2 separate regions of the Rattus norvegicus genome follow, and region 2 is linked to region 1. Evidence: chromatin contacts called from public Hi-C data. All regions are on one chromosome and are shown on one strand. Each heading gives the region's core, a stretch centred on a gene start, on an enhancer-like site or on the middle of the called end of the contact. The rest is flanking DNA. Distances are from core to core; before and after follow the strand shown.

Region 1 (4,012 bases), core at 569-3,068:
AATCTGAAGAAGTGACTGATAAAGTATTTTCATACTTCCTTGGACAAATAAAACATTTGGAAAGGACTAATTGGACAAATATATATGTCGATGATACCGCACTAAGTTTCTGGCATGGTCTGAAGATATACATATGTACATGTATGTATATATGTATATGTATGTGTGTGTGTATGTTTGAAAGTTATATCACAGTTTATTCCAGTTGGTGGTGGCCCCAATCAGTAGTATCGAGTGATTAAAGTTATTTTCTGACCTTGGTATGTAAACGACATCTTCTCTAAACAATGGTCTATTCTTAAGTTATAATTTCTCAATTCATTTAAAACCAAAATAATAAATATACCATTCTGGCATTTTTTCCAGATGGTATGGATTTACCTTCTTCATTTCAAATTCTTCTAATTAGGTAATATCTGTGCGACTTAGGTAAGTCCTTTAATGTCTCTGTGCCCCCGCTGGACCTTAAGTAATACAATGATAGTAACGCTACATTTTCATAGAGACTTTATGAGGAAATTACTTACTATTTGTACAACACTTAGAATGCAGTATACTTGGTGTGCACGCTTGGCTTTAACATAATTGCCAATAAGAAATAGAAACATGACTTTGTTTAGAATCTTCCAGTCACCGCTGCTTTTCCCCCCAGTAACAAAACTTTAAAAACGTTCTAAGAAAAATCTCCTTAACTTACTTTCCAGTCAACAGACATCCGTTCATTATACCCCAATTTTAGTTTGAGCTGCAGATATTAATTTACATGGTCTCTGACCTTCCAGAAGTTAATCTTTCTGTTATAAGTCTGGAATTCTTGCTTAGATAGCAAAGCTCAAAAGAATACAGTACAAAAACTACTAGAGAGCTAGGTGATTAAATATCTAATAACCTTACAGAAAACTTAAGTTCTCTAAGATGCATAAAAACGCAACAATCAATTGGGAATGTATTTATTTTGAAATTTACACATGAAATTTGTGACTCTGATGATGCACATAACGTACTTGTGTAAAAACAGTAATACATTCCCGCATCTCTCCTTAGAAAGTCTGACAGAAGAGGGTGATTAGGTGAGACCAAGGAAAGCGAACTCGGGAAGGAATAACCTGTCCAGAAAGTTGGCGATAGACCTAGTGTGTTGGAAGAATACCTATTAGAGCGAAGGAAAGAAGTTCCAGTGGCAGCTGGCCAGCGTTCCTGGCCAAGGCTGACCTAAGGATCAGCAGGGTCCGCAGGACGCGGAGGAGCGCACGCACATTCCTCTAGCCACCGAGTGAGCAACCTTTGTATGCGGAACGCGCGCAGCACGGATGTGGGAGCAAGCCGAGCCCTGGCACTGTGCCCCGCGTCTGGCTCTACCGCACCGGATACCACCCCGAGGAAGGATTTGGGGTGCTTCCAAGCTAACGGTTTCCATGTCCCTCGCAACCTCGAGATTAGCCTCCGAGGTCAAGCTCAGCATCCACTCTGGAGAACAATTATTTACCACTTCAGCGCTACACAGAGGGGTTCCTGTCCAACCGGGGGGGGGGGGGCGCTTGCGTACGTCACTTCCGGCGCGCCCGCCCGGAAAGAGGCGGAGGTCGCACTTTGGGTGTGCGTTTACTGGGGACGCGCAGTGTCGGGGACGCGCCTGGAGGGCGGGCTCGGGAAGGGGGAGTGTCTGCGCGCCGCCGCCACCGCCACAGTCCCGGTTTCTGCCCGGGAGCTCGCAGCATCTCTTCTAGACACCCAGCCGCTCTGTGCACCCGGACGCTGCGCTCCAGGGTCTGTGGGAGTCAAACAAAAGCAGGAGTTGCTGCAGACTGCGGGGCGGCGGGACGGCCCCGGTCCCCTCCCCTCCGTCACTCCTGCTTACGGACTCCCGGGTCATGGGGAACACGGCGATCGCCAAGAAAGGCAGCGAAGTGGAGAGCGGTGAGTCCAGTTGAAGGCCCTGGCTGGGTTCCCGCCGGATAGGCTGCGGTGCAGCACCCCGGGCCGGAGTCCCCCAAGGCCGCGAGCCACGGACCAGGCCTCGCGGCGGCCGCAGCTAACAATTCCAGGGGCCCCGGGGGCCAGCCGCCTCCTCTGTCCCCTCCCCCACTAAGGCTCGGGGGTGAGGGCCGAGCTCCCGGGCTTGCTGGAGGGAAGGCGGGCCGCGCGGTCCCTGTGATCCCCTGTTTTACTAGAGCGAGGAGGGCTGCCACGGTCTGGAAAGCTTCCCCAAATATGGTCCTTAAAAGAAGTCCCTTTTGTGATCGCACCCTTAGCTCTTCTCCCTTTTCCCAGAGCCCCCAACACCCTAACTCCTCTTTTAGGGGAGCTACAGGTAGTGCGTTTGGGTTGAGTTGGCTCTTTTGTTACTTCTCATGGATCTATATATCAATCTCATCACAAGGTGAGTGCCGGGTGTGGGTCTCCAAAGGTGACGTTAACCCTCAGTGTCTAAGGCTCTTTCCTTCACCCACATTAGGGATGGCAGCATAAACACAAGCAGCAACTTTATCCATTCGAGGGGAAAAAAAAAAGTGAGACAGCTTTGTTTTTACTCTAGACATCCAGGAATGCACCAGGATGCCTGTAAAACTTAAAGGTATTTCAGAGCTGAAGTGCTTTCTTCTGAGAGCTCAAAGTGCAGACATTCAGTACTTTATACAAAATTTCAAGAGTCGTGGAAGTGTAGTAGCACGGTTTCATATGTAAACACACACATATACACGTGTAGTGTAACAGGTTGTGAAAAAATCGTGTGCCATTATACGGTTCATATCATAATTTCTAATTCAGAATAATTAACGAACAGTACTTGTCTTTTGTTACATTGTAAATGACATCTCAGCCCTTGAAGTAAGTCTGACAATTTGTTCGTGTTTCTGTAAAAAATATCTTCCGTTATGTCTGTGTTTATAGCAGAAGAATACAGCTAATCCTGTAATTAGCTTGAAACAAACAGCTTTTGATCCTCATGAATACAGCAGAATTGAATCGACAGACGGTCCAGCTATTGCTTTTGTGGAATGTAAACCACAAAGTCAGATTTAGCGGGTTGTTTCATTAATATGGTTTGTTCCCGGACAGTTATATGGACAGTAGTGCAAACTGTAGGTGAGCATGTGCCAATTTGAAAAGCCAATGTAGAATTAGGACTTCCGTATTATCTTTATTAATTGTGCAAATGTAGTAACTAATCGTACAGACTCACAAAAAATGAAGTATGACAAAATTTTATATCCACTTAACATTACCCTTCCCCTATTTCTCTTGTCCAGTCTATGCTGAGTGAGTTATGAAAATGAACCTGATAGTTGGATCAGTCCAGGAATGTTCTTAGCAAGAGCTGCCTTTACAGTTCTTGTGTTTTTAATGATAATCCACTCTCCAGTAGTCTATACATTTCTGCTATTATGTTTCCAACCAGTTCCCCCAGATGATGTGAATTTAAACTGGTAACTACGACAAAGTCGTGTGTGAGTTTATTTATAGAAACTGAAGATCTTTAGAATAATTTGCAAAATATTCTGAAGTGTGGAAAGAAGGTAGCAGATGTCTCATGGGAAATCATATGAGGCATTTGTGGATCAGCTCTCATGCCTCCATTTGGAGAAATGTTAGCTGATGTGCTGGTGTTCTTCTGTAGTAAAGAAGTGGTATAATTTCATAAAACTTCACGACAAAACATGTCTTACCATTGTGTGCCTAAATGTTCTGTATATTTTCAAATGAATTATTCTTGAAAATTTGTGGCTCATGTTTTAAATGTAATTATTTAAATTTCTCTTGATACACAGAATACACTTGTAGATATATGTATGATCTTAAGAGTTCAGTCTGCACTCATCCTATCTCAAGACCCAAGCAAGCGCCAGCCCTGAAGAAGCAAGGGTTGAGATCGTGTTCTTAATGAGAGAGTGAAGAACAGCACTGATGCTTGCACTGCATCCCACGTCACTAAGTAATTAGTCTGTCCTCTTTCAGAGTAGTTACTACCCACTTTGGGTTTCCCGGTAGACCCTGTGGACAAAATCCTAAG
Region 2 (3,880 bases), core at 392-2,891, 100 kb before region 1:
TGTGTGTATGTGTGTGTATGTGTGTGTATGTGTGTGTATGTGTGTGTATGTGTGTATGTGTGTGTATGTGTGTGTATGTATAGGTCTATGTGCATGTGTGTACGACTCTATGTGCATGCACATGTGTCTCTGTGCAAGTAAAAGTGTGTGTACGTGTATGTTTGTGAATGTATTGGTGTGTTTATGTGTATATATCTGTGTGCATGCTTGTATGTGTACATGTGTATATTTGTACATGTGTATGTGCATGTGTGCATGTTTGTGCATATGTCTTTGTGGATGTCGGTGCAGGTATATGTGCATGTGTGTATGTCTGTGTATCTCTGTATGCAAATATGTGTGCACATGTGTATATATGTATGTGTGTATGTCTGTATGCATGCTTGTGTGTGTACATGTATGTGTGTGTGTTTATGTATGTCTACTTGCATGCATGTGTGTGCATGTGTTTGTATGTGTGTGTTTGTGTGTACAGAAGTCAGTGAGGGTTCTGTGTCTACCACTCCGCCTCGTTCCCTTGAGACAGGGTCTCTCCCTGAATCTGAACCAGGTTGGCAGCTGGTAATGCCCAGGGATCTTCCTGTTTATGCGCCATGAGGCTGGGGTTACAGACACATGCGTGCTTACAACAGGCTTTGTACTTGGGTATAGAGGATTTGGAATCAGATCTTCACGCTTCTACCAACTGAGCCATATCTTCAGCCTAAGCTGGGTCCTTTGCTAAGGACACACTGCCTGGCTCTCCCTTCGCTGTACGCAAAAGCTCATCCTCACCCGCATCTTCTTCAGAGGATTGTTCATCTCTCGATGGAAGGAAGTCGCTCTTCCCGAGAGGAAGGTCTGGAAGGCGACAGCCAGCAGACCTTCATACTTCTCAAGCAGTGTTTTATCTTCTGGAGGATAAATTCTCCTACAGGAAAGGAAATCAGAGAAACCCATTTGCTTAAAAGAGTCTAACCCAATTCAGTAGTCAAGATCACCAGGTTTAAAAGGCCGTCGCCCTCCCTGCTCTGGGCCACCTAGGTGCTAGAAACAGATGTGGATGGTTAAGGGGTAGCCATCTGGTACACCACTTAACATTTATGGAGAGAAGTTTCCCTGAAGTGTTTGAAGAATGGTGACTGGAGAAGTTGGTGAAATACTGAACTTGGTAAGTGTCCTGAGGAGCTGGGATAACACAGTCTCAACATACAAACAAGTATGTAGGATTGCATGTACTCGTCTGAACAATCTTTCAGGGGTAAGGAAATGAAAATAGAGTGGAGGCAGAATGGGAAAAGTATCTTCCCCTCTCCTGGCTGCTATGGAGGTGTTGACGTCAGGGAAGACTGTCTACCAGAAAGGGTAAGAAAATCTGAACCCCCTTCCCCGCCCTTTGCTAAGTCCTCATGTGGCAATGTCAGGCTGGGAGGAGGGACCATCTTTCCCATAATATTAAGGAGTTCCTCTTTGTTCTTTCCAGGGGTATTTTGTGACAATCTCCCTCACCCACTCTCCCATCTCCTTCAAATGCTTTCTTAGTTTGCCTAGTTGTTAAGGAAGTACAGCAGTCGCCAGAAACTGCCAGAAAGAGTACTAGGAGCCTTGACATTTGCTGTTCTTAAAATACTACATAATGACCAAGGACAGTCACAGAAAAGGTTGGCTGAAAGACTCTCCGGGCAGAGCAGAAGCTGGGCCAGCCAACGGGAGCTCCGTCAAGCCAGAGCCATCTACCTGCAGATACCCTTTCGTGTTCTGAAACATAGTGTGTGAAAGCTGTTTCTAACAAAGCAAGCACAGCTCTTAAAATACACAGAAAAAGGTTAGAATGAAGTACCACCTCTTTGGTCTCAGAAAAACAAAACAACAACAACAACAAAACAAACTGGCAGCAGTGTCTACCTGTAATTCCCCATGTGTCGGTTTTCATGTTCTTCTTGGGAAATCTGCTTTCGTACTTGAAGGAGTCTCTCTTTCTAAAAATGAACAGATGTTTATAAAAATTATGCTAGGTCATGCAGTTGAAATTGTTAAGGAGTCATTAAAATGTCCCCAGCAGGCCGGAGTGCGGCTCTGTGGCAGACCGCTTGCCTAGCATGGGTTCACTCTGCCACAGCACAAGTCGGAATAAAAAGCCAAGACCCCAAGCCTGGCGCCCATACCAACTCTTCTTTCCGCCTCTCCAGCTGGTGCCTCTGCTGTTCCCAGTCGGAGGAGCCTGGCGAAAGCCTTCTTATTGGATTTTGACCATACAGCCTTCTCTGAGCCTCTGCCTTTTGCTTGGCTAAGTTTTTCCTTTTATCGCTGGTCCTGAAATGTAAAACACAAGACCGTGACTCTCACCTCAGAGAACTTCTGATGGCATCCCCCTGAGAAGGAGCTGCAGGTGAGGACACATGCTGAACCAGGAAGAGAACTGGTAAGATGATATCTTCACATACATCTAACCATCAAGGAAAGGGGCTCTGTATGGAAGGAGATAGAAATCCTGTATATCTTGAAGAGTCCACAGCTCCTGGCTTCATAGTTCATCCTGGAAATGCAACATCTATAGTCTTTGGTGAATTAAATGCTGAATCTGTCTCCCTCTCTCTTAAACGTAAGCCACACTGATGTGTTTTGTTTCCCCCTCCAGACTTAATCTAGGTAATTGACAAATGTGTCTCTCTCCTCCTTCTCCCAATTTGTTTTGTTTACACTCTGCTAGACTGAACACTCTTTCGTGCACTTCCAGACAGGTCTGGAACCCCAGGGAGTGTCATCGCTTGAAAATTGACTCCACATCCCTCCCATTGTTTTGCTCAACTGTGAGTATTTAGCAACAACTCCCCTGTGTGCAGAGAAGAAGCCCTGCTTGGGGACATTTGCCTCTGTACCTCCCTCCTCTCCTGTCCCTCCCGTGTGGAGCCCGACTAAGTCTGAGATCTTTCTTTGCCACTGCAGATGCAGCATGGTAGAATCCAAAGGAAATTGAAAAGCAAAATAAATGCTGCCCTCAGCCACAGAGACGTAACCAGAGCCCTCATCCCTAATCTTAGACACCGTCATAGCTTCTGTTGCCGTTACTCTGACATGGATGCCAATCAAAGGGGAAAGACGGGTGCTGTCTGCTCAGTTCGAAGAAGGAAGAGTTGTGGAAGCTACAGAGTGTCCCGCTGAAGCCATTAAGGATGGCTCTTCCAAAGACAATAGTTTGGGGAAAGGACAGATGTAAAGTGAGGGACAAGACAGATTCCTGGTGTTAGTGACTGAGAATATTTCTGTTCCCATGACGACTGTGGGTCCGGTTGAGTGTGCTCAGGGGAGAGGAAATTCCAGGGCTGAGATATTTATCATCGTCATCATCATCACCTCCACCATCAACATCATCCTCATGTTTAAGATCCCAGTTCTTCTAAAATGATCACTTGTACATAGCAGAGACAAAAGGAAAAAGAAGAGAGAAAAATAAAAAGGGAAAGTGGGGGAGGGGCACGGGAATGAGGGACCTTTTTGGTTTTCTTCATAGAGGTCTTTTATTAGTTAAAAAAAAGAAGCATCAGAGTTTCTCTATTACATATCCTGCTGGGGTGATAGGAGAGGAAGGGCCTGCAAGAAAATGGCCGCTGTGCAGTTCAGCCAAGTGGACGAAGGTGGTGTCTCCTGGCTTTTGTTTAGTCTTATAAATAATAGCACAGCTATAGTTGACTTGGGCGGAGCTTGGAATGCCCCTCCTTCTGCTCCAGTCAGAACTGTAAACAAACCCATTTCCTTTTCTAACTCTTTTTTTTTTTTCTTTTTTCCGGAGCTGGGGACCGAACCCAGGGCCTTGCGCTTGCTAGGCAAGCGCTCTACCACTGAGCTAAATCCCCAACCCTCCTTTTCTAACTCTTATCTGCAGGTTGGATCAGCAGACCCG

What was found. Hi-C and Micro-C count contacts between places; a contact is called where the count stands out from the background.
Region 2: a contact with region 1 is called in a Hi-C map of kidney, with 4 times the contacts expected there. The contact joins the enhancer-like site here to the promoter of Prkacb in region 1. A contact is called at or near these places in 7 of 12 Hi-C or Micro-C datasets (the A7r5 cell line, the Rat2 cell line, frontal cortex and 4 more) and 1 of 1 datasets of contacts at active chromatin or transcription factors (oligodendrocytes).

What each region holds. Positions count from the first base shown.
Region 1 is chr2:238,384,121-238,388,132 of GRCr8, reverse strand. It overlaps Prkacb (protein kinase cAMP-activated catalytic subunit beta), which reads left to right and starts at 1,818. Exons shown (of 10, transcript NM_001077645.1): 1 at 1,818-1,917. The coding sequence starts at 1,872.
Region 2 is chr2:238,487,647-238,491,526 of GRCr8, reverse strand. It overlaps Ttll7 (tubulin tyrosine ligase like 7), which reads right to left. Exons shown (of 22, transcript XM_039103873.2): 12 at 2,145-2,292; 13 at 1,885-1,958; 14 at 775-910. Among named protein-coding and RNA genes, the nearest start is that of Ttll7, 64 kb to the right of the region's middle. Within about 2 kb of position 1,641, at least 2 of the 93 cell types and tissues checked have an H3K27ac peak or open chromatin away from gene starts, as enhancers often do.